Linked DNA regions of Mus musculus: regions 2, 3, 4, 5 and 6 are each linked to region 1. Evidence: chromatin contacts called from public Hi-C data. All regions are on one chromosome and are shown on one strand. The core of a region is the stretch at or near the end of the contact, and the rest is flanking DNA. Distances in the headings are between cores, read along the strand shown.

The links. A called contact is a pair of places that touch in the nucleus more often than the background predicts.
Region 2: a contact with region 1 is called in a Hi-C map of CD4 T cells, with 5 times the contacts expected there. The contact joins the promoter of Exoc3 here to the promoter of Nsun2 in region 1. A contact is called at or near these places in 1 of 39 promoter capture datasets (cranial neural crest) and 1 of 484 Hi-C or Micro-C datasets (CD4 T cells).
Region 3: a Hi-C map of regulatory T cells shows a contact between it and region 1, with 16 times the contacts expected there. The contact joins the promoter of Mfsd14b here to the promoter of Nsun2 in region 1. A contact is called at or near these places in 3 of 484 Hi-C or Micro-C datasets (CD4 T cells, CD8 T cells and regulatory T cells).
Region 4: a Hi-C map of CD8 T cells shows a contact between it and region 1, with 6 times the contacts expected there. The contact joins the promoter of Trip13 here to the promoter of Nsun2 in region 1.
Region 5: a Hi-C map of erythroblasts shows a contact between it and region 1, with 10 times the contacts expected there. The contact joins the promoter of Clptm1l here to the promoter of Nsun2 in region 1. A contact is called at or near these places in 2 of 484 Hi-C or Micro-C datasets (CD4 T cells and erythroblasts).
Region 6: a contact with region 1 is called in a Hi-C map of CD8 T cells, with 10 times the contacts expected there. The contact joins the promoter of Ndufs6 here to the promoter of Nsun2 in region 1. A contact is called at or near these places in 1 of 39 promoter capture datasets (pre-B cells) and 3 of 484 Hi-C or Micro-C datasets (CD4 T cells, CD8 T cells and neutrophils).

Annotation. Positions count from the first base shown.
Region 1 is chr13:69,609,697-69,613,949 of GRCm38.p6, reverse strand. It overlaps Nsun2 (NOL1/NOP2/Sun domain family member 2), which reads right to left and starts at 1,934. Exons shown (of 19, transcript NM_145354.5): 1 at 1,762-1,934; 2 at 1,492-1,649; 3 at 908-1,012. The coding sequence starts at 1,857. Srd5a1 (steroid 5 alpha-reductase 1) reads left to right here and starts at 2,487. Exons shown (of 5, transcript NM_175283.3): 1 at 2,487-2,983. The coding sequence starts at 2,703.
Region 2 is chr13:74,206,405-74,210,657 of GRCm38.p6, reverse strand. It overlaps Exoc3 (exocyst complex component 3), which reads left to right and starts at 1,958. Exons shown (of 13, transcript NM_177333.4): 1 at 1,958-2,000; 2 at 3,561-3,751. The coding sequence starts at 3,578.
Region 3 is chr13:65,110,489-65,114,741 of GRCm38.p6, reverse strand. It overlaps Mfsd14b (major facilitator superfamily domain containing 14B), which reads left to right and starts at 1,760. Exons shown (of 12, transcript NM_133680.3): 1 at 1,760-2,238. The coding sequence starts at 2,125.
Region 4 is chr13:73,935,936-73,940,188 of GRCm38.p6, reverse strand. It overlaps Trip13 (thyroid hormone receptor interactor 13), which reads left to right and starts at 2,422. Exons shown (of 13, transcript NM_027182.2): 1 at 2,422-2,699; 2 at 3,917-4,082. The coding sequence starts at 2,608. Brd9 (bromodomain containing 9) reads right to left here and starts at 2,361. Exons shown (of 16, transcript NM_001378947.1): 1 at 2,244-2,361; 2 at 1,541-1,755; 3 at 1,192-1,324. The coding sequence starts at 2,295.
Region 5 is chr13:73,601,958-73,606,210 of GRCm38.p6, reverse strand. Clptm1l (CLPTM1-like) reads right to left here and starts at 2,209. Exons shown (of 17, transcript NM_146047.2): 1 at 1,812-2,209; 2 at 1,181-1,281. The coding sequence starts at 1,973.
Region 6 is chr13:73,326,250-73,330,502 of GRCm38.p6, reverse strand. It overlaps Ndufs6 (NADH:ubiquinone oxidoreductase core subunit S6), which reads left to right and starts at 2,021. Exons shown (of 4, transcript NM_010888.2): 1 at 2,021-2,164; 2 at 3,034-3,087. The coding sequence starts at 2,057. It also overlaps a transcript of Mrpl36 not described here.

The DNA.
Region 1 (4,253 bases), core at 685-3,184:
GGCAGGCTGCGCTGGGAAACACTGGCACACAAGCCATAGCAACCTGTGATGAGACTGGCAAGCAGAGCTTGTCTTCCCTTCTACTCGGAAACTAGGATGTGGAAAACTGGTCATTGTAAAAAGAAGTTCAAGAAGCAACTCAGGAACATCAAGGAGGAAGCTGGACCCAAGACCAATTAACCAAACTCATTAACTCAATTAACTGCGAGTCACTGATGAACATGTGTACCCCAACCTCATGTTAATAAAAGCACTACAGGAAAGAACATTAAGATGCTTGAAAAGAGGCAGATGATGGGGGCTGGGGAGACGTCTCAGTGGTTAAGAGCACTGGCTGCTCTTCCAGACCAGAGGTCCTGCGTTGAATTCTCAGCAACCACATGGTAATGGGATCCAGTGCCCTCTTCTGATGTGCCTGAAGACAGCCTCCCTGCACTCGTATACATACATACATAAATCTAATAAGGCAGATGATGCTGGTACATGGATTTAATCCACCCAGCAGAGGCAGGTGGATCTGAGTTTGAGACTAACCTTGTCTACAGGTTTCAGAACACCCAGAAATCCTGTCTCGGAAAACAGACAAACAGATGCTTGAAAAATACATCCAGGGACTAGGTACACGGCTCAGCAGTTAAGAGTACTGTCTGCTCTCTCCCTCCCAGAGGTCCTTCCCAGCAACCACATGGTGGCTCACAACCATCTGTAATGAGTCCTGTAATGCCTTCTGGTGTGTCTGAATACAGTGTACTTATATATAATAAACACGTAAATCTTTATAAGAAGAAAAAAAAAGGAAAGTACAACCAAGCTCTTTAAGCCGACAGTGACTTTAGAGCTGAGAAGTGCATTAAAGGGGGTTGGGGACCTAAGAAACACCCAGCACGAGGAAGCATTCTGTACCCACCAGCTTAGTGGTTGTGGAACTTCAACTTTCTGTCCATCTACTTCCAGGTCCTCCAACTCCTTAAAGTACTTGTTCTTCAAGCAATGGAGAATCTCTTTGGCATGGCTATGGAAAAAAAAAAAAAAGCAAGTTTCACAGTCATCTAAGAAGGTGAGTTGGTAAGATTTAATAGCTTTAAGATTGCCAAGTGTTTTAAACGTAAAACCAGTTCTGAGAAGACGTTCCATAAGCGCTCCGGGGTGTGCAGACTTTTTAACACCTAGGCCCTGTTAACATCTAAGAAAGCAACACCATCAATTTTCTAACTCCCTCCAGTTCACTGTTCTGTTGGACACACCTTACAAATAAGGTAAAAGCAATACTGCATTTTGTCACAGCTTCAGTTTTTAATTGCCACGAGTCTTGCGGACAACGTACTTTGACGTGCAAGAGAGGCAAAGATTCCTGCTGCTCTGATGGTCCCCCATAGGACCCAAGTCTTTCCCGGGTCGCGTTTTCTATTCATATTCTAATGTCCCACCGAGGACGTTCCTGTGCACTACAGCCCCCAAGTCCACACCTCAGAAAAGACACAGCAAACGTACCTTTTGTACCCAGTGATTCTCAGTGTGGCTGGGAGAGGTTCTCGGAGTGACTCCATGAATTGGTCCCATTCTCCCTCTGGCACGATCTTGAGTTCCTGATAGTAGTGCTCGAAGAGCTTGTTCTCCTTTACGATCTCGGGATAGCCACCTTCCCAGCCCTGCCAGGAAAGCGACAGGTGAGCAAGCTCCGACCGACACCCGCGAACCCGGCCCACGAGCAAGCTCCGCACGCGCGAGCCCACCAGACACCCCTCTCGTCCCCGCGCCTACCGCCTGGCCTCGCTTTCTGCCGCCGTCGCTGGCGTCTTCCTCGCCCTCAGGCTGCGGCGGCTGCTGGAACCGCCGGCCCCGCGCCCGCCGCCCCATGGCCCACGCGGCTGCACACGCGGAGCGCACACAGCGACCCACCAAACCGCACGCACGCTGCACTTCCGGCTGCATCCCGAGGACCCCGCGGCTGGGTCCTAGCAGAGGCAGTCAAAAAATATGCCTGAAAGACACAACATGCTCCCGCCGAGAACTCACGCAAAAAAAAGGGTGGTATTCCTATAGAGAACGTGTTTCCTCAAATCAACCTTAAACGCCACTGAGCGTGAATCTCCCCGTCTTACACAGAGACTCAGGCACCTGCATGGACGACCTGATCGTAGCGCGTGCGCAGAGAGTCATGGAGTGTTGTCCGATCTGTCGCTGTCCGGGTTAGACTGTGGAGGGGCGTGGTTGCAAGTTAGGCGGGGCGGAGCGAGAGTCTGTTTCGAGCGAAGAGGCGGGGTCTTTGCTGTGTAGGCGGGACTTTGTGGGTGATGCGAGGCTCTGGTGCTCCGCTGTGGCGCTGAGGGGGCGGAGCTCCGGCAGAACTTTTCGCGAGCCAAAGGAGCTCTCAGCCAATGTGTGTAGCGCTCCAAGATCGGGCGGGGCTCTGAGGAGCGGGGCTCGAGACTAAGGCGCCCTCCCCCCGAAGAGGCGTGGCTCCCTGTGTGGGCGGGGTTTTACCCAATCGTTCTCTCGTTTGGATTACGGGCGGGAGGGTATCTTCTGGTGGTGCTAGCCTGTGCTCCTGTCTCCGCCCGAGCAGGTGGCTCGCCCCTCCCCTGGGCAGGTACACCCTGCTGGAGCGCTGGCCCTTGTGGGCTGCTCTGCGCCCTCCTCCTGAGCTTATATGTGGCTCCACTTGGACATCCGAGCATGGAGCACGCTGCTCGACCTCAGCTATGGAGTTGGATGAGTTGCGCCTACTGGATGCGCTAGTCTACCTGGAGGGTTTCCTGGCTTTCGTGGCCTTCGTGGGGCTCCAGATGGTGGGCTCTTCCTACGGCCGCTACTCCTCGCAGTGGTCCGGCCGCCGAGTGCCCGCGCGACCTGCCTGGTTCCTACAGGAGCTGCCTTCAATGGCCTGGCCGCTGTACGAGTGCATCCGTCCTGCAGCCGCCCGACTGGGCAACCTGCCTAACCGCGTCCTGCTAGCTATGTTTCTGATCCACTACGTGCAAAGGTAATGGTCTTCCCTCCTGCGCTTGCTCCCGAGGACCCGCGGCTCAGAGACTTAATTCCGAAATACAAAGGATTGTCTAGAAAGGGAGGTAGAAAGGACCGCACAGAAGCGGTGGAAGTTCGTGTCTGGTCAGGGATAGTGGCACAGTGGTCCGGATTTCTTCCCTGCCCATCTGCAGACTCCGCCCTAAGGAGTATCTGCGATGCCATCCAAGCTGCATTTCTACTGTTTCCCCCTTGGGGAATCTATCCCTGGTAGCCTGTCCCATAGCCAGGTGACCTAGCTTCAGCTTGCTAACAACCTACTCTGGAACCACTGTGGACCCCGAATGTGGACTGGAGCAATTTCAGAGATGTTTTGCTTTCTCTGTGTGAGATGGTATGAATCTTTCCCAGGAGGTGTTATGTGAAAAATGTTTTAGTGACCGCCTCAAGTCTTTGGGTTTTCTAATAAACTGGACTGGACTGTCTCTAGGTCTTATCTTTAACTGACCCAACATTTATTAATAACGTTTAAATGTTTTCATCTAGATTCTGAAAAGTGCACAATTAAAAAAAAAAAAGGATGTCTCTATATCTAAGGAAGTTGAGTTCTGTGACATTTGGGACATGGGAAAGTCTCTTATCCTCTCTGATCCTAAAGTATTCATTTCCCAGAGAGGCTGGGAGAATGCATTGTTGTGTTAATAGCCTCTGCTTTCTTAAATCCAGTGAGGAGAAAGAATGAGTTTCTAGATCTATTGCCCAAAGTCCACTGTGGCCACTATGGTACATGAGTTGATTGATCTTTTGCTGTTTTGTTTTGTTTTGTTTGTTTTTTCAAGACCGAGTTTCTCTGTGTAACAGCTTGGCTGTCCTGGAACTTACTTTATAGACCAGACTGGTCTTGAACTTTCAGAGTTCCACCTGCCTTTGCCTCATGAGTGCTGGGATTAAAGATGTGCACCGCCACCATGCAGGGCTGGGGAGTTGATTTTTGACTGATTTCTTGTCAGTATTAATGCAGGCCCTTTATATGAGGGCACAATCAACATACAAGGAAGACTGAGTTCTGTGTAACCCAAATTGTTGATAGAGTATTCCAGAAGCTGAGGAGATGGCTCAGCAGGTGCATAGCCGTTCAAGCCCAAGGACTTGAGTTTGCATCCCACACAAGATTCTGCAATACCAGTGACCCTGTAGGGAAATGAATGCAGAGATGAGAGAACCCCTAGGGCCCAGGAGCTAGGTAAGATGGTGGTATACACAGCAGCGAACAACAGGTAGAAGGT
Region 2 (4,253 bases), core at 709-3,208, 4.6 Mb before region 1:
CTTACCTGCACTCATCTGAACATATTTGTACTTCCCACTCTGTTCTTAATTATGCATCAAGTCTCCCTTTTCCCACATTCTCTTCGGTCTGAAATCCTCTATGCTCTCTTCCTTGTCTCTGTTCTACTTGTTTGGAGGCTACAATTCTATCTCTTTGGTGCATATTTAATAACATCTACTGTGTAGCTCATCAAGAAGTCTGGCCTCTGAGAACATGAACAAGTTTTGGCCACATTAAGACTCACTTCTATTAAGATTGAGGGGGCCCAAAGAGCCCTTCTGGATTTTCTTTGCCAAAGGCTAGGCCTTAGCACTACTCTTCACACTGAAGAGGAGGAATCTGTCCCAAGTGCAGTGTCTTTGGCAGCCTTCTCTACTTCAGGGCCTAGCATAGCCATGTAGCCTTCTAGCCATCCCCAGGATAGATTGGTTCTGTTGTGTTTCTGGACCCACCTGTTCACCAAGGAAGCTCTAAGGTGATCATCTGGGTTTCTAGGATTCTCCATATGCTCTTCACCTACTTGGAACCCATGCCTTCTCCTTTGTGTGGGCAGGTGTAAAAATGGCTTTGGGGCTACTCTCCCTGCTTCAGGGCTGCAGAACCTTTAGTCACTGCTTCATTTTTTTTTTTCTTTCCCTACTTTGGCTCTGGTCATTCCTAGGCCTACCTATGAACTTACTTGTACACTCAAAAGTATCCTGAGCTTTGTCACTCTGTGGCTTACCAAAAACAAAAGCTGAGATTCTTATTTTATTTATTTAATTGAAAGGAAACAAGCTGAGTCATCTACTGAAGCAGTTCACATCTAACTAGGCTAGTTAACTGAATTCGTTAGGGAGCACCATGACTAAACACTCCACTATATAGTGGGCAGCAGGAGATTAGGGTTGGATATAAGGTAACTAAGGAAAACCGCAGCTTTGTCTTGGTAGCTGTGCCTCCCCACTTTGCAGTTAAACATTCATGAAGCTGAAATTTCTCCTGTTTTGTCATAAACTAAGGGGTCAGGGCACTTTCCCAGTTGCAACCCCTACACTAAGGGAGGGTCTGCATCTTTAAAAGACTGACTTCATCATATAATTTGCATTGTGGTTATGACAGGTTACCTATACTGTTCTTTCATTTACTGAAGATTTACCCCATCATCCATTGGCTTGGGAGAGCCAGACTTTGTAGTGATGTTATGGATAGGCACACAACTCAACAAATGTATGCAGAAAAGGTGAAAAAAAAAAAACACAACCAAACCTGTCAGGGTAGGGTTGTCATACCTGATGGGTGAGTGGAAGAACCTAAACCCCGCCAAAATTTACTAAAAGTTCGTAACAGTGTGGGGAAATCTCTGTATCTGCAGAGGTAGAACAAAGTTTCTGGCTGTTCTAGGTACCGGGGCGACTCGATGCTTCACTGCTTCCTTCAGCTGGAGTAATTCCACCAGCTGCTGTTTTGCTCGTGGTTTTGTTTTCTTCGCCGCTTCTACGTGCTACGCGAGCAGCTATCAGCAGGCAGCCCACTCTCTGTGGCACTGTCCTGAATACTTGAAATCTACTTGCTGTCAGAAACCTCTGGGGGATGAGGGCGAGGACAGCAAGAAGAAACAAATATACGAAATATAAGTAGTGGAATCTTGAATACAAGACACAGTAAAGATATGGAGAGGTGTGGAGAGACTAAGGTAGCTAAGGGGAGGAACTGAGCAAGGGCAAACCTAAGTGGTTAATCCGGAGAGAAAGGGTGGGTACAATAGGTGCTACTTAAAATAAGAGGGTCGGGAGAGCGCCAAACGTCAGACGGCGGAGCCAGGCCTGAATCTGTAATCCCTGATCCTGAGTCTGTGTCACCAGAAGCACAAGTTTCCTAAGAGTCTACAGAAAGATCGCCCGTACAGCGCCTTCAAGGTTACCCAGAGCCCATCCTTCCGCCCAGACGCCGGAAACGGAAGTGACCGCGTTGCACACTTCCGGTCCGGCTCCGGGAGGTGGCAGCGGCGTTGCGGACGGTGAGGAAGCTCTGCTCTGACAGCCTTGGGTGCCTGTGCGGTGGGCGGGGCGCTGGGCCCTCGACTGTGGCACAGTGTACCCCTTAGTGGGTTTGTCCTTGGCGAGGGACAGCATCGGCCGACGTTTCTGGCGGGATGCGACACCCTCTAGTGCGGGTCCCTGGGCGGGTTTGGGTTTGTCCTCGGTGTGCGTCCCTCCCATCTCCTTGGTCGGGGCTGCTTCTACCCTCAGAGTTCCCTTTTGCCCCAGAGGCCGGAAATCTGACAGTCCTCAAGCTGCCATTGGAAGCAGATTTGGTGGCGATCCAGTACAGTTTTTTTAGTTTTTGATTCTCTGTGTTCAGGTTTATGAGTGGACTCTTTCTTGCAAAGCTTTTTTGGTTTTGGGTCAGCTTTCCTTTTGCATCTGGCTTGTAACACTGCCACAGGAGTGCCTTTCACCTGTCAGCTGGAGTGGGGGACTCCATGCCAGAGGGATGGTTTGGTATTATGTTTAATACCTAGTCCTGTAAATAGAATTATACAAGTTTTAATGTTTTGGGAATGCTGAAGATAACATGTCAAACTAAAGCAAAAGAAAAAAAAAAAAGCCCGCAGTGAATCAGTCCTGTTAGAAGTGGTTGTGGAATCCTCTTTCTGTGGCCTGCTCAGATTTCCTGTCTGGGTACGAGTAATTTTATAGTCAGAAGATGAAGATGGTGTTTGCAATGCTGTTCCACTTGAATGAAAATGCAAAGAGAGAAATACACAGGGAGAAGCTACATAACTGGAAATGTACAATGGATTTTAGTGGTTTTCTGAGACTACTTGGGAATAGAGTGAAAGATTCCAGAAGGTAGGTCTTTATCACATCTGTGGCTGTTGAGTAGCTGAAATTAAAGGAAACAGTGTTATTAATTCCCTCATTTGCTGGATAGTCAGCAAATAGCCATTGTAGGTCCATGACTTGGATAGTATTAGATATTAGACTAAAGGGTGATTGACCGGGTACATTTGTGCTTAGGGGAAACAAGCTACTCAAGTAAGGACAATAAATTACCTTTTGCTGTCTTATCTTTGTTTTTAGAAGTGTTCAAAAGTAAGAAGTGGTATCTTGGCCACCCAGAGCAATGGTAAGGGAGTATAAGACTCGTGTTTGCCCACTGGGCTGCTGCTGAAGTGTAGGTAATAGTTGTTGCCTTCCAGTGACTAACTACCCCATGGACTTGGGCAGCACTAGGGTGAGCTCCAGAAATGAAAAGCTGATCTTTTATAGGGCTAAGAATTGTGTTAGAGCTGCCTTTGACATAGTCTTAAGTCCCTGTATAAATACTCTCTGTGTGACTGTCTTACGCCTGTGAGATATCCCTGCTTCTCTCTGTTAAGGTAAAATCTTCTTAGCAATTGAATTCTAAGGATTTGCAGTTTTGTTAAGGAGTTTATGACCCAAGTTCAGCTTTCATTTCTAGTTTGCTAATTTAAATGCCATAGAAATTCTCCATTAGTTGCATGGTGAGCACATGACCTTTGCATGTGGAGTCGTCACTTCATTTTGACATACCCTCTCCTTTGTGTATATAGTGTACCTGTGGTATGACATGTGCAAAGATTCTGCCTGCTTTTTGACAATGAAGGAGACAGACCTGGAGGCTGTTGCAACAGCAGTCCAAAGGGTTGCTGGGATGCTTCAGCGCCCAGACCAACTGGACAAAGTGGAGCAGTATCGCAGAAGGGAAGCTCGGAAGAAGGCCTCTGTAGAGGCCAGGCTAAAGGTAGGAGACCATAGAAATGACGGGACTGAGCATTTGTCTTGAGTTTCTCTTCGCCACTACCCTGCTTGCCTACCACCCTATTTTATGGAAATATATTCTCAACTGAGGTTGACTCAGTCTTGTGACAAGTTAACATAAAGTTAGTCAACACAGTATAGTATATATTATGTGTGTGTGTGTACATATACACTTAAATCTAGATTCTGTATATGAAAGCCTGGTATTTTTGTCTTTCTTCTTACTGTTTTTTCAAGTTCCTTTCATTTGGACTAGCAGTTCTCATCCTGTAGATCATGATCCCTTTGGGGATCGAGCAACCCTTTCACAGGGGTCAGTCACCTAAGACCATCAGAAAACACACATTTACAGTAATGTTCATAATAATAGCAAAAAATTTAAAAAGTACATTTATGAAGTAGCAAGGAGCCGGGTGGTGGTGGTGCACATCTTTAATCCCAGCACTTGGGAAGCAGAGGCAGGTGAATCTCTGTAAGTTCAAGGC
Region 3 (4,253 bases), core at 511-3,010, 4.5 Mb after region 1:
AAGGCATCCATGATTACCCATGTGCATCACACATCCATATAACACTCAGACTTATGTATATAAATAAAAATAAAAATGGCTTAAAGGTGGTGCACTTGATGAGTTTCATGTCCCAACACTACACATCAAGGCATCAAACATGGTTATATATACTTGCATGTGTACATGTTTTCCCTGCATGTGTGTATGTGTGTGTGTACCATGTATATGCTAAGGCCAGAGAGTGTGTCAGACCCCCAAATCTTGAGTTACAGTTGTGTGATGCCACACTGGTGCTGGTGCTGGGAACAGAACTTCTGTCCTCTGCAAGGACAGCAAGTGCTTTTAGTTTTGCGTCATCCCTCCAGTCCTCCAGGTTACATTTAAATCATTGCAGTTCAATTTGAGTTTTCACAAACTGGAATTTATTCAAAGAATATCTGAAAGACACGAGGTCCAGGCTGGCATTTTAACCAAATGGTATTAGATGTTTTTGTGTAGGTAGTATAGAGGGCAGGCTCAGAATCAACAAAACATGGTTGAAACAGAAGGAAAACTTAGGCTCATTAAAGGATATTGAGAAGCCAGCCCATCTCAATTCGAGTCTATAGCCAAGTTAAGTTTCTGTTTACTATAAAACTTGAAGTTTATATATTTCTCAGAGATGGGCTGCACCCTAGCCCAGTAACCATAGAATGTACTGTAATACCTCCCGCCCCAGCTACCTGTTTTTGAGAATGTTCTATACCAATACCCATTGTTCCATGACCCACTTTAACCTTGACCACCTGGTTTCACTTCTGTATCTACGATTCCATGCAAAATCCCCCACCCCATGGTTTTGCCCTATATAAAGGGCTTGAGAAGTTGGCTTGGGGCTGGTATTGTGAACCCCGTTTTAGGGGGAGACAGCTGCTGATTTGTCTCTGGTTTGTACACAATAAATCTTGCTTTAAACTGGCCATAATTTGGGTTGGTGATCTTTCGATTCACGTCTGTGAGATTAACAATATAATTTACAAAAATGACAGAAATCTGTAAATGTGCTTGACTTGTTTAAACATTCTGTCTCCAGTTATATTTAACAATTAAGAACAATGTCCAGTGTGGTGGCTTAAACCGACACCCAGCATATGGAAAACTGAGGCAAGATCATCAACATGTATTTAAGGCCAGCCTGGGTCATATATGAAGAAGGGTTGAGGACAATCTGCCTGAGATTGTGGATAAGAAAGTTCTAGGTTTAGTAAGTGCGAGCGTGCGTGCTTGCCTCTGGGGAGTGAGCATAGCTAGAGCCTATTGGAATACCAGGGAAGTGCTCTACCACTGAGCAATATATTCTGTGTAATTTTCTGTTAATCAGTGCATGGTTGGAGGCTTCTGAAATCCTGTCAATTGTAGACCACTTCCCCATTGCAGGATTACAGTTCCAGGGGCTGTGTGTCAGTTTGTTCTTTTTATAACTATCATCCTAGGAAAGGGGATAACATTTGAAATGTAAATAAAGAAAATATCTAGTAAAAAATCATTTACTTGGGGTAGGGGCTGGAAAGAACTCAGTTCCTATGCTACCTAAGGACCCAAGTCAGATCCCTAAAACCCACGAAAAGGGGGAAGGTGGGATGACGTGCAGTTGGAATTCTAGCCCGGGGTAGGAGTAAACAGTCCCTAGGACTCGCGGGCAGTCTAATCCAATCAGGAACGCTTTGGGTCCTTCCAGTCTCCGTTAAAATCTATAGGCCTGGAGTCCCTAGAAGATGACGCAGTTTTGATGCGCTACGCAGTCTGGGCGGAGCTTGCCCGAGCTTCTGGAGAGGGGTGGGCGTTCTAGGCGGGAGCTGCCTTTGCTGAGTTCTCCGGGCGGGACGCCGTCTCCCGACTGTTCGGGCGCTACTGAAAACTACTCACTGCCAGTGTCGGGGTCCTGTGTTCACGACCACCACTGAATAGTTGAGGGCCCTGTTCGCTTCCTGCACGGATCCAGCCTCGGCGTCCTCTCAGCAGCCGGTGTCGCCACTGGCGCCGCCGCCCGAGCGGCAGGCCGCTGCGGATCGCGGAGCCCATGAAGGCTCGGGCCCCGCCGCCGCAGTGGCGGCGTCGCCAGTGTCTTGGAGCGCTCCGAACCTGCTCTGGCATGACGGCGGCATGAGCACGGACGGGGAGTCGCCGGAGGAGCCGAGGTGGAAGGCGGTGGCCTCACCCAAGGCGTCAACCATGCCTGAGAAGCGCGGGAGCGCTCAGGCCGCGAGCGGCAGCTGGGTAAGTTTTGACTGGGTTCGGACAGGGACTCTGGGATTGTGGCTGTTCTAGGAGAGCCAGGTTCTTTGAAAAGCTGGCTTTCCTATCAACTCCTCCCCAGACGAACCTCTAGGAGATTTGGTTATTGATTCAAAAGCCACCAGACGCGGGACAGTAATATAATTTGGATATAATTCTGTGCAAATTGACAGAAATCTTCTGGGCACAGATTTTGTCCACAGCAACTTAGACAGTGTGTGTGTGTCAGTCTGTCTTAAAGCCTTCATTTTTCGCAGTCTCCGGAATTGCCTACAGGGATGCTGGAGGTCAAAGTGGGAGGCGCCTGATACTTCCTCCTCCTCTGGGTTTCAGAAGTGGCCTTAGTGTAGTAAGAGGAAGCTGAAGATCTCTGTACCTGAAGGTGAAAGTTCAGCCTGATCTCCTTTAGTGACATGTAAAGTTGAGATGAGTTTGACAGCTAGGGAAGGCTTATTTTCCTTGACCTGGATTCACAGTACAGACCTTACCAGTGCCACTTTTTCTTCTTCTTCTTTTAATGGTTGGAAACTAAGCACAGGGACTAATGTCATTTCTTCAGTCATAAGTATAAAAAGGATTTTTGGGGAAGGATCTACTTAGGACTTAAAACTTAAAGTTTTGCAGTGAATTGAGTACAAACTCTTGCAACTATGGGAAAGTTTGTTCAATGAGAAATAGGAATTTATTTAAATATGATATGTGTGGTCATGTGTTTTTCCTGTTTTTAAGCTTGCATATTTAATTTCTGTTAAAGAATACTAAGTGGTTCCAAGTGCATACTTGACTGTGTGAATTCATCTTTGGTACAATTGGGAGGGTAGAGAATTAGTAGTATGCAGAATGAAATCTCAAGTCAAAATTCAAACATGCAAAAATTTTGAGGTAAAACAGAACCACATACTATATCACATAGTATATTTTAGTAAGGGCTTACTAGGTACAAAATTGCTGCAACTCTCAAAAGTCTGCCAAGTACAGACCTTAAAGTCTTGTTCTGTCTGCATTCTTGTGGCTCATTTCCTTGATGTTTTAGACCTAGAGTAGAGCTGGCTTTTAGTCCTGATTCTACCAGAGTTTTACCACTCAGTGCCTGATCTGTTAAATGGTCATGTATTGAAGAAGCATAGGGGGATAATTTTTTTTCCCAAAGCTAAGGTTTTTCTAATGTAGAAAGCTTACCTTGTGGGGTAATTTCTGTAAAATTGGTTTTTCTCATTAAATAGGTTACACTTTACTTTCTAAATGAAACTAAATTACCAGTTCACCTTCTTGGCTTCCACTAGTGGATGGACAGTACTAATTAGTGGACAAGCCAAGCCAAGCCCAAGGAATGTGCCAGCTAGAAGTCAGTGTAGGGTATTTTTTCTCTATTTCTTTCTACCTGACTCTTTTAAATTTGTTTTATATATTTACTGTTTATGTATACTGTGTGTGGGTTCAAGAGCACATATGTTTTGAAACCTTATGTTTTGAAACCAAAGCTCCTTCAACGTGGAGCTCACAGCCTTTCTAGACTGGCTGGTTAGTGAGTCTCAAGGATCCTCCTATCTCTGCTTCGTACACTCATCCCATCCCTTCTCTGTATAGCCCTGGCTGTCCTGGAACTCAATTTGTAGACCAGGCTGGCTTCGAACTCAGAAATCCGCCTGCCTCTGCCTCCCGAGTGCTAGGATTAAAGGCGTGTGCCACCACACCTGGCTACATCCCATCCCTTCCTGCTAATCCCAGTACTTGGGTTACCAGCACATTCACCTTGCCCAGCTTTTTATATATATATTAGATATGAACTCAGATCCTTTTGGCTTGTATGTCAGGTATTTACAGAACTATCTCCTCAGCCCATGTATGGATTCTGAATGGTCATACTCTCCTTGTGAGCCCTTACCATGATAAAAAATATTCAGTTCTTTCCCATTTTCTAATTTAGAAAGGAGCCAGACCCCAGTCTAAAACCAATGTGCTTGAAACAAGAACTTTGGTGGTGTTATTTATTCAAA
Region 4 (4,253 bases), core at 1,173-3,672, 4.3 Mb before region 1:
TCATTTCCTGCATTAGAAAGCTCCATATTCATCAGGGTGTGCAACTTCACAGCATTTGAAGCCCAAACAAGAATTGAGAACTTGGGCACAGCTCCCAACACAGGCAGGTTGGCAAAGGGAGACACAGCATATCTCAAAACCTTTTCCAGTTCAGGGCTTTTCCAGTTCAGGGGTGGTCGAATCCACAGCCAAAGGATGACATTCAAAAGAGAAAAATCACTCCCCAGACAATCACATGGTAACTGATTCTAGTATTAGTTTCCTGATAATCGATGTTCCAACACTCAGCCTCCTCAGTTTCTCTCCATGAGGGAAGAGACCCTCTTGCCTAAACATTCTTTCTATACTAGAAGGCTGGGGGGGGGGGCAGGGAATCCAAGAGCCAAGACTGAGATTCCAGGTGAAATGTCATCCCTGACAGGGGCTGCCCAAGTCAGAAACTTACCAAAGACCTCAAGCTTCCAACATGCAATCTTGAGGTCACTTTAAGAAACCCAGACCTACCAGGAGAGCCTGTATTGGGGTCTCTTCTTCCCACGGGAGATTACCCATATTTCCACGATATATGCTTTTCTTATATGAGTGATATAGCAACATTAACCTGATGGTGCTGTTTGGAATAGTAAAACAGATAATGCTAAACTTCTACACTAAAAAACGATAAACTTTAACCAGATTAAAATACTGTAGATAAACTGGGCAGTGGTTGTGCACCATTTTAATCCCACACTCAGGAGCCAGAGGCAGGCAGATCTCTGAGTTCAAGGACAGCTCATCTACAGAGTAAGGTCCAGGACAGAGAGGGCTACAGTAAAAAGCCCTGTTTCGCTGGGCGTGGTGGCACACGCCTTTAATCAAAGCACTCGGCAGGCAGATGCAGGAGGATTTCTGAATTCAAGGTCAGCCTGGTCTACAGAGTGAGTACTATACAGTCAGGGCTATACAGAGAAACCCTGTCTCGAAAAACCAGAACAAAAAACCAGAAAAACAAACAAAACAAAACAACTAACCAACCAAATAAAAATATAGTAGGTTTTGTAGGACACATATGGTTGGTCTCTGGCATCCATGTGTCTGTTTTACCAGTCTTCAAGAGAATTTACTCATTTTTAGCTTGTGAAATGTCCCCAACAACTAGATAACCACGCTATAGACAAGGTAGGAAACTCATGTTTGGGGACAGGGTCTTGCCTGGCTGTGTTCGGCAGGCTCTCACTGGTCGGTCTGGGGGTGGCTCCACCTCCACCTTCTTTCCAGGGTCGAAAGCATCAGCCTCCCCCTCTGAGTCGCAGTGTTCCTTCTCCCGTTTCCGTTTCTTCTCTTCCTGTAAGTATGGAAGAATAGAGGGCACAGAACAGCCAGAACCCTTTTAGACTGGTAATGCAGGCTCCGCACACGTCTGCGCATTCCCCAGACTGGGAAGAAGAGCCACTCCTGACACCTGACAGGCATCACCTGAAGATGCCCTGGAAGCCCAGAACTGCAGCAACGGTATAGCCAGGCGTGATTAGGGACCCATCTTAGGCCATTGAACCTTTACCTTCCGCTTCCTCCTCTCCTCCTCATCGAGGTGCTTCTCCTTCTCTGACTTTTTCTTCTTCTTTTTCTTCTTTTCTCTGTGTCTCTCCCGTTCGTGGTCTGAGCGATCGTCGTAGTAGCTGGAGTCGTGGCCAGATCCTGAGAGCTCTGTCACTTCACTTCCTCCCACCTTGAGCACCAGCTTCAGAGGCTTCTCCAGTGGCGTGTCTGTATAATCTGCACACAGACCGTACGTAGGTCAAGCTTGCAAAATACTGAGTAGAAATACTGCACCCCTGTGGGTGTGAATCTAGACAGCAAGGAGTTGTCAAAACCACAGACTATGTAATCTCAAACTGACAGATTGGTGTTCAATCCTCTCTTTCAAACCACAAAATCACCACTGAGGATATTCCGAGGGTACAACAACCCGACCTGAGACCCAGGACCCCAATTCCTTCACGGAAGCCCTCTTTTTGCTGCGGGTCTTCCTGGTGTCAGAGAGGAGGTACATAGTGGCTACAGGACCCAAAAAAGAAGCCTATAGCCTCTTCGCAGCAGATTCCCTTTTTCAGCTCTAACCCCGCCCCTCCTACGATTGTCCACTACCTGGCTCTAAGCTCCTCCTTCTCACGGGACCCCGCCCAGCACAGACCACGCCCTTCCCCTGGAACGCCTTCCCCTGCCCGTATCGGCAACCTAGACCCCGCCCGTGGGATCCGCACCTTCGTAGGACGAGCGCCATTCCGCCTTGTGCTTCTTGTGCTTTTTGCCCATGGCTGAGATAGCACGGGATCCGGTGAGAAGCGGCTGCCGGTAGCTCGACCTGCGCCAGTCGGAAGTAGCGCCTTCGCCACCGCCAAGTGCTTCCGGGTCAGGGTGGGGCGGTGCGCAGCGCGCGGCAGATTCGAAGCTCGGTGGGGCGGGGCGGGTTGCAAAGCGCCGAGCGGCTCGGGCGGCGGAAGTGGATTTGGCCGGCCCTTAGCCAAGGTGGATCCTCCTACATCGGAGAAGGCTGTCGCACAGGGCGCAGGGAGGCGACCGCGGCCTCACTCCGGCGGCATTCCCTCGGCTCCCGGCGGCGGCGCCATGGACGAGGCGGTGGGCGACCTGAAGCAAGCGCTTCCCTGTGTTGCCGAATCGCCCGCGGTCCATGTGGAGGTTCTGCAGCGCAGCGGAAGGTGAGCGTATATACGGAGTCCGACCACGCGGGGCGCGACCTGATCCGACCCCACCACGCGTGACTCCGAGTGGCACGACCTTACCCCAACTCTTAGGATTCCACCCCACAGCGTCCCACCCCTCAGTACGGCCCCACTTCGCACGACCTGAACAGCCTGACATGAACCCACCTAGTATGACCCAGCACACCTCCACCCCACTTCAGTTGACCCTAACAGCATGATCCGACTTTGCCCTCCATCCCACCACACATTACTCTTGAGTTTCACCTCTCACATTGCCGCATATCCCATCCAGACCCTACCACCATCCCAGACTATCTGGCAGGACCCCACAGCTCTCAACTGACTGGCCTATGGAGCACAGCCTAACGATGAGCTCCATGTAATAGGACCTGCTAAGCGACAGAAGTGATCTCCAGTCAATTAGGGGTGCAAGGAAGTGCAGTGTCAGTAGAGCAAGTATTTAATTTGCAAAGCCAGAATCCAGTGGCAAATTTCCTGTTACAAAGATTATGTACGTACTCCAGGTTAGACCCTACAGCTATGCATTTTCAGGTTTTCCTTAAAAGGGCTGCTAACATGGATTGAATGCTCATAATGTTTCAGGCTTGTCTCAAACACTGAATTTTTATTAATTTTCATAGTAGTGTGTGAAGAACTAGTGGCACCTCCTTTTTCTAATTAGCCTGAGGGTGGCTGATGGTATGACTGCAGGCCTGGGACCCTACAGTTGATCCTAAGACAGTACACTGCCAAGCCCCATCTTGACTAATGACTTTCTTGTATATGTCTGAGGTCTGAGGGAGGGAAGGTGTGTGTCTGTGTGTGTGTGTGTGTGTGTGTGTGTGTGTGTGTGTGTGTGTCTGAGTGTCTGTGTTTGAAACAAGTTCTTCTGTCTCAGCTTGCATGCTGAAATTACAGCCAGACCTAGCTATACTTTAGTGGGGTTTTTTTTGTTTTTTTGTTTGTTTTTGTCGTTTTTGTTTGTTTGTTTTTTGGTTTTTTTTTTTTTTTCTTGGTTTTTCGGAACAGGGTTTTTCTGTGTAGCCCTGGCTGACCTGGAACTCACTTTGTAGACCAGGCTGGCCTCGAACTCAGAAATCCGCCTGCCTCTGCCTCCCAAGTGCTGGGCTTAAAGGCGTGTGCTACCACGCCCAGCTTTTAGTGTTTTTCTTAACTAAGATATTTTATATATGTTTTATTTATCTTTCTAGCACTGCAAAAAAAGAAGATATAAAGTCGAGTGTTTACAGGCTGCTCAACCGGCATAATATTGTGTTTGGAGATTACGTCTGGACTGAGTTTGATGATCCTTTTCTAAGCAGAAATGTTCAGTCAGTGTCTATTGTTGACACAGAACTAAAGGCTAAAGACCCTCAGGTAAATTCCTAGTTCATAGTGCTGGTAAGTGAGCCCTTAGAGATTATGAGGTAATTGTCATAAATAACTAACATTGACGTGGATAGCGGGTTACTACCCTATCTGTTGGTTTTGGTGGCTATTACAATCTAAGCAACAGATTCCATAAAGTCACTTTAGGCAACAGATCTC
Region 5 (4,253 bases), core at 960-3,459, 4.0 Mb before region 1:
GAGTCATTTTAAACATGCATATGTTTAGGTTCCATGCTTAGTACATAGCCCAGACAGTCCTCAAACTCAAGTTCTTCCTGCCCCAGCTTCCCAAGGAGCTGGGATTAAAGGTGTGCACCACCATCCTGTTTTACATAGTTTATACACATGTCAGCTAATCATCACTTTAGATTTACACAATCTAATTTTAGTTCAGAACTGCTAAAAATGAAACCCACCTGCCTTGTGACTTTACTGACGTCAGAACACTACTGTGTCCTAAGCACTATGAAAGTTACAACACTCCCCACCTCTGTTAGAGCCTCAGACTACAATTTGCTTTAAAAGGCATGGTGGGAACTGCTACAGAAGCACACAGGGTGTAGACTCCTCTAAAGCTTCTAAAAAGAGTTGTTTCCACTGGGGAACTAAGAGGGCTCTGAATACACAGGTGCTGTCTCTACGGACTATTCTGCTGTGGTGTTTCTGGCGGGTACAAACAGACGTGGAGCTCAGGACCAGGACCACTCATGCTTCTTCAACTTCTTCCAGGCTCTAAAATGAATGTTTCACTATCTATCCTGGCACAGGGTGATGAATAGGAGGCGGGATTTGCCCCTATAAAACTAGTGAATGGCACCAGGACGTCCAACCTCCATTTCAAGAGGATGGGCATGGGTAGTTAATAACTACCCTAGGGCCACAGGCTAATAGGCATGGACAGTGATGCACTGGGTGGGAGCTAAAGACTGGTTGGCTAGTGAGCTTGATACCTGTTGGGCAGTACAGGATCTTGATTGGATGAGCAATTTTACAAATTTTATTTGAACTTTTGCACGTTAAAATCATATGTCAAATGCTAAGCCATGTTAATTCCCAAAAGTTACTGTATATAGCTGAGCATTGAGATTTATATTCTAATGCCAAAGGTCACTTACTTGTAAGTAACAAGTGAACTAACTACTCTTACTAGGTAGGCCAATGTATCATTCCTTGGGAGACTACATGGGCTGTAGTAAACCACGCTGCCCTTAGATTGCAGTAAAAGCTACTTGCTAAGTGACAAACACCTGTTACTTTCAGCTTGACTGTTTACACAGACCCTAGACAGGAGTGCTTCTATAGGATGTCCTCACTCTACATACAATGCTATCCATGACATCCTGGAACCCATCTCTGGCAATCTGTCCCACATCCACACCTTTCAAATTTGGAATCCACATCAAAGTCTTCCACGTTCAAGATCAGGTCCACATTGTTCTCTGCACCAAGGCTGGACCGTGTGGTGGTGTAAACACTCAGCTGGAAAGAGTGAGCAAGAATGAATAGCCAAAAGGTCCTGATAGAAAACATGTAACTATTGTGAGAGGGTAGCAATCTGAGGGCTACCTCTCAGAGGGTGAGCTTGGGCAAGATGGCCTGTGTGACACTGCTGTGAACAAGGAACCTAACTGTAGAGCTGACCTGTCCGGAATTCCCACTAGAAGCAGGAAGTGACACAGGTGATAAGAGGGCAGAGCTAGCAGCCTGACTCCCATATGGCTGGAGATCTCCTGTTAACTTCCACTGGGGTCCCGTTAGGAAACACGTGTAGGGCAACTGGATCTCAGTTATAATCGGGGTAGGGCAGAGCACCAAGGGGTAACAAGAGAGCAGCAGAGAACAGAGAAGTCTCAACTCCAGCTCTCACTGCCACCTAACCAGAACATTGGACAGTGACATCAGTGATAAGGGGCAAAACTGGTAGCCCGAAACCCTCTGACCAGTGCCAGTAGGGGGTGGGTGGTAGCACCCGGCCGGGAGGCGCCTTCTTAGGGCTCCCGGACGCTCACCTGCAGTTTGGGCCGCAGGGCCAGATAGGGCTGGATGCAGTTGGAGTCACCCGAGCACGGACGGGTATAGACGATACCGTACATGACCCAGCAGGTATGCACCACGTACACCAGGAACACGCCCACCACCAAGCTGGTAAAAGAGCTGCGGCCGCTCCACATGGCGCCGCAACCTGCGGGCCGAGCGCCGCCGCCGCCCGCCGCTCACGGGAGAGCCGCTGCGCGCCACCGCCACCGCCGCGGGGAAACCAACGCGCCTCGCGCGGGCCGCCGGCCGCCCCGCATGCTCCCGATAACCCACACCCGGCGCTGGGGGATTGGCCGGATTTGCCGGCCACCGCTTCCGGGAACCGAGCAGCTGGCGGAAGTGGACGCGCACGGCCCTCTGGGAGCCAGACGCTCCGCCACGCACTCGCAACCTCACGACGACCGCACGACCGGCGCGCGCGCGTGACGTCAGCCTCTTGCGCCGTACTCCCGGCATGCCTGTGGGAGCCCAGGTCCGCCACCAACCTTGGCGGCACCCGGTTCTTGGAAATTTTTTCTTTGCGTTGCTCTTCTTAAGGCCCTGTGCAGCCTTACGGCGGCGCCCCAGGATGATGGCGGGGACGACCCTGATCCTGGCTCTTCAAAGTCTAGGGGAGCGTCCAAAAGTTAAGAAAACACGGAGGAGACTCAGGAAACTCAAATACCGATTTCTCGGGTGTGAGGTTACTGTGTTGATAACATGCAGTTCAAGATGGCCAGAAAAGGTCAAAAAGAGTTTTTACAGGTCACTTGCCCCTTTTGTCAGAAGAATAAGTTCCTTTGCGGTAATATAAATCTTAATCCTGGCTAACATGCAAAGGTAGGTTATATCTCAAGAAGATCTTTTTCCCGGACTTCCCATTACTCATTCAGATAAAACCATCTGGGTTCTTAAATTTATTTATTCACTTTACATCCCGATGTCAGCCCCTACTCTCCTCTTATCCTCTCCCCTGTCCCCTCTCCCCTTCTCATCTCAGAAGGGGGTAGGCCACTCAGATAAACCATCGGAGTCCATTAATTGTTCACTTTACGTCCTGATGCCAGCCCCTACTCTCTTCCCTACTCCCTCTCCCCTTCTCTGAGAAGGGGAGGCTCCACTGGGTACCAACCCACCCCTGGCACATCAAGTCACTGCAGGACTGGCCACATTCTCTCCCACTGAGGCCAGACAAGGCAGCCTAGTTAGGGGAACGGGATCCACAGGTAGGCAACACTGGGACAGACCCGGGTCCATTTGTTGGGGAACTTGAATGAAGACCAAGCTGCACATCTGCTATATATGTGTTGGGGTGGGGTGTAGGTCCAGTCCATGTATGCTCTTTGGTTGGTGGTTTAGTCTTTGGGAGACCCCCAAGGGCCCAGGTTAGTTGACTCTGTTGGTCTTGTGGACTCCTGTCCCCCCCAGATCTCAATTCTTGCTCCAACTTTTCTATAAGACTCCCCAAGCTCTGTCTAATGTTTAGCTGTGGGTCTCTGTATCTGTTTCAGTCAGCTGCTGGGTAGAGCCTCTTAAGAGGACAGTTATGCTAGGCTCCTCTCTGCAAGAATAACAGAGTATCAGGTTCTTCTGGCCTTCATTTTAATCTTCTTAAATATTTCTTGGTTTAGGGTATACACAGTTTCTAGAGTGAAGTGGCCAGTGCTGTGACAGCCCAGGACGATGGCCTGCAGAGATCAAGCAAAAAATGATATTTCCTGTTTTCAGAAGCTTGTTGGCTGTTGGTGCTTTTCATTAGTGACCAGCTCCTTACTCTATGGTGGCCTCAGAAACTTAAGTTTTGGAGCTCATTGTTCTCAAAACGGCATTCTCATGTTTCTCACACGTGTAATCAGAAGTGTGATTGGGCATTTTCTAAAAATGGTGCTTTTAAATAGAAGGTTTCAGAAATGGAGCACCTATTTCAGCATGAGGGTATCTTAGGGTTTCTATTGCTTCGATGAACACCATAACTGAAAGAAATTTGGAGAGGAAAGGGTTTATTATGCTTATGTATCCACATCACTAAAGGATATCAAGGAAGGTTCTGAAGCAGAAGCCATGGAGGAATGCTGCTTACTAGTTTACTCCCATGGCTTGCTCAGCTTGTTTTTCTATAGCACCCAGGATCAACAGCCCACGGGTGGCACTGCCACATTAGTCATCAATCAAGAAGATGTACCACAGACCAATCTGGTGGGGACATTTTCTCAGTTGAGGTTCCCTCTTCCCAAAAGACTTTCAACTTGTGTCAGACTGACACTAAACCTCCTAGCACAGAGCTTGGGAGGAATCACGGGGACACTGGCTTCGTCTGAACAGGTGGGGACAGGGTTTGTGGTTACAAAGACAGGGGTGGTACTTGGTTACAAACTCCTTTGGGGCTGGAGTAGGATCATTGAATCCATCTGAGACTTCTTATACTTCTACACCTT
Region 6 (4,253 bases), core at 772-3,271, 3.7 Mb before region 1:
CTTCTACAGTTAATTCATATACATTGGATTTCAGGTGGTTCGTAAATCTACCCATCTTATTTTTATGTATAGCAAAGTAGGTTGTCATTAAGGCTAATGTAGTTCTCTCTAACTCCCAGTCTCACCCTTCACACTAAGCACCCATAGGAATACCTTGAGTTCCAGCCAATAGATGACTGTGAGCATTCACTTCTGTATTTGCCAGAACACAGGGCCCCTAATGAAGGAGCTAGAGAAAGTACCCAAGGAGCTAAAGGGGTTGACAACCCTATAGGAGGAACAACAATATGAACTAACCAGTAAACACCGCCCCCCCCCCCCAGCTGTGTCTCTGGTTGCATATGTAGCAGAGGATGACCTAGTCGGCCATCAATGGGAGGAGAGGCCCTTGGTCTTTCTTTGGGGATTATATGCCCTAGTTCAGGGCAATGCCAGGGCCAGGAAGTGGGAGTGGGTGGGTTGGGGAGGGGGGAGGGAGGAGGGTATAGGGGACTTTGGGGGATAGCATTTGAAATGTAAATGAAGAAAATATCTAATAAAAATGCCTAAAAAAAAAAAAAAAAAAGAAAGAAAGAAAGAAAAGGAAAAAAGGACTCCAGAGTTCTAGCAATTAAAAAAAATAATGTGGGTCAGAGAGATGGCCTGGGAGTCACAAGTGCTTTCCATGCAAGTCTGTAGACCTCAGTTCAGTCCCCAGAACTCACATGGAAAAAGAGACTGGCTTCCTCCAACTTCCACATGTGCTCTGTGGCACCTGTGTATGAACTCACATGTGTGTGAACTCATACACAGACAGGGGGTGTTAGGGTTTAAATAGAGACTTAGGGCTGGAGAGATAGCTTGATGGCTAAGAGCACCTGCTACTCTTGCAGAAGACCATCATTCTGTTCCCAGCACCCACACAACTACTCAAATGGACTGTAACTTGACCTGTCTGGAGATCCTGTGCCCTTCTCTTGGTACCAGGTAACCACACACATGGCCATATATAAATGTATACACTCATACATATAAAATAAATCCTTTAAAAAGAGGGAGAATGAGACAAATCTGCAGGACAGGGTGTGGAGACATAAGCCTGAAATCCCAGCACTCCAAAGGCTGAGGCAGGAAGACAGTGAGTGCTAGGTTAGCCTGGCTTACAGAGCTTAAGGCTAGCCAGGGCATCTTAGGCCCACATTTATTGGGGCATTTTTCAACTTGGCGAGGTCTTTGTCCTTGTGTCTTAGGGCCCTCTCTGGTTACCCCTTTCGTCTTCAGACTCACCTAGTCCTTATGCTATAGCAGAGCACAGAAAGGTAGATACCAGGTCATTAACCTCCAATCCTGGCCAAGAGATCCCAAACAACACATGCTAGCTTCTGGCACTTTCTCGGAATTAGTGACCCGGCCCTGCTCTGAGTCTGGGGTCCCACCTGTCTACCTCTGAGCAAAGTTGTTCAGGCTACTTTGGGGTTTGACAGTATATGTCGTTCCAAGGGAGGTTCGGACTCAGATTCAAATGAGGCAGGAGAGGCCAAAACAGCCTTCAGAGTTACAGACTACGATTTGCATCAGGTTTTTTTCTACATAGCAGAGCTTTTCCGGACAGCTTTCCAATGCTGGGTAAACTTCCTTGCAGTCTAACTGGAAACTGAACTACTGCAGCGTTGCAAAAATGCTCAGAAATCTAACTTTCCTACACCAACATACAGGACCAGGAGAGTTGACTGCACAAACTGTTTCTTCTGCTGAACAACTTACTTCTTTACTCAAAACAAAACAGAAAACAAAAAACAAACCAACCCACGGAAAATCTGCATTTTCTCCATTGGCATAAAAGCACACACAGCGCATCTTCAGTTTCCGTCCCCCCACCCCCTGCCTTTGTCACACTAGTAACCTTTGAACACTGCGCACAGTTAAGCCGCAGCTCCGCATCCTATCCAGTTCCACCACCAGCCCCGCCAGCCGCTCAGGCATAGGACGAAAAAAGTTCCACAAGTACTCCCCGCCGACTGCTGTGCGCCTGCGCCGGCACTTGGTACGACGCGTGGGGTCAAGGGTCACCGGCAAGATGGCGGCGGTGCTGACCTTCCGCCGGCTGTTGACTCTCCCCAGGGCTGCACGGGGTTTCGGGGTTCAAGTGTCGCCGAGCGGGGAAAAGATCACGCATACCGGCCAGGTAACGGCCGCGCCCGCCATGCCTGGAACCCAAGACTGACGGTAGCAGGGAGCGCAGCAAGGTGTGCTTCTGCCAGGCTAGCGCGCGGCACTACTGGGCTCACCTTGTGCAACCCGCTGCTCCGGTTTCTAGCTGGTGGCTTTCGGTTGGGACTTGGATCTCCTCATTCTTTAGGCCATATCTTTATATTAAGTTCAATGTTTTAACAAATGATTGTTGTGTTTTGGACCCGGGACAGAGGACTGAGGTGCATATTTTACATATCAAAGGAGACCCGGCATGCAGGTTCTCCCAGCATTCCTCAGTCCCTACCTGGCGTTGCAGCCCAGGATCCTCCCTATATAATCCAGGCATTTTGGTTTCTCCCACCCTGTCTCTTTCTCCTCTCCTTGAACACACTCCCTTTCTCTCCCCCGACCCCTCCTCCTGTCCCAATGGTGACTTCTCTGGCCTCAATCCTTGGGGCCAGTGAACTCACCTGAGAGCGGCTTCCCAATAAACCTACCTTTAATATAATTTAATCTGGCTTGAATTGGTTCATTTCACCAGTGGAGAAATAGCCTATCAATAGTGTATAAAGCAACCCTAGCGTTCGTTCAATATAATAGTGAACCAAAAAATGAGAAACTATGTCTGCTGAAATGAAATCGCGCCTGTTGGAGTTGGCTACTTGTGAGGGCAGGAACTTTGTCTCCAGTCTGCACTCCAGCCTGTCATCCCCTGAGACCGTTCAGTACAAGTTCATTTTGCCTCTTAGTGGGTCTGTCTCCTCATCAATGGGTATAGGCCAAGGGGAACATCGTTCTATAGTATTTTCAATCAATATTATGTGACTTTATTTAGAATAATAGATGGCCTTTTTTTTCCAGGTGTATGATGAAAAAGACTACAGGAGGGTTCGTTTTGTAGATCGTCAGAAAGAGGTAAGTGAAAGATAGAGGAATTCGTAAAACTTAAGCAGGTTGAGCAACTCAAATGCCGGAAGTGTATTGAGCACTAATGTACCACAGTGAATCCTGCGCCTGACTTGGGTGGTAGATTGTAATGAAAAGACAGGCACAACTGAGGTATTGCATAAAAATACCTTCAAGCTCTGTATGAGGTGTAAAGAGACAAGTGGATTTCATGTTTGTACTTGGGCCCATCTTTGAGGTAGCTCGTGTTCCTTAAAGGTATTTGAGCTTTGAGGTAGCTCTTTTGTATCCTCATTGTTGGTCCTAGGCTCCTCCTGGAAGTGGTACTTAGTGTGTGCCAGCTTAACATGGAAGAAGCTAAAGAAATCCTCACATATCACAACCACCCTAGAAAACGCAGAGTCCTAAGTACAAATTGTGTTAACTTTTTTTCTCTTCCTCTCAGACTGCAGAGCATCTTGGAACAGTAGTTGAGATTTTCATAAGCATGATCTTGTTTTCAGTCTGGTACTTGCCGTAGCATTTTTTTTTTTTTTTTTTTTTTTTTATTGCTGAGATAAAACACCATGACCCAAAGCGGTTGGGGACAAAAGGGTTTCATTTTATAACTCTCAGGTCGTATTCCTGAGGGAAGTCAGGGCAGGAACTTGAGGCAGGGACTGATGCAGAGACCATGGAGGAGTGCTGCTTACTGGCTTACTCTCCATGTTATGGCTCTTACTCTTATGGCACCTAGGACCACCATCCAGTCCAGGGGTGGCATTGCCCACAGTGAGCTAGGCCCTCCCACATCAATTAGCCAAGAAAATGCCACAGATTTGCCTCAGGCTAATCATGTGGAGGCAAGACCCTGGAATATGTCAAGTGGAAACTAGCCAGCACACTATCTCTTAGATTAAAGGAAGACATACTATTAAAATGTACTCTTCTGATAACTTTTTTGAGGTAAGATTTTTGTAGTTTTCATCAAATTAGTTGTGCCATGTGATCCCAGGGGTAACCAGTAGATTGAGTCTCCTACACAGAGAAAGGTCATTTAGTTCAGACACATGTAACTATCCTGCTAGGGAAAGAATAGAAGGCTGTGGTCTCCTCTGCCTATGTAGCCCAAGTTTCTCTGTGATATTTGCATCTATAGCTCCTGGTTTCTTCCTTGTAATATGGTAGTTCACGGT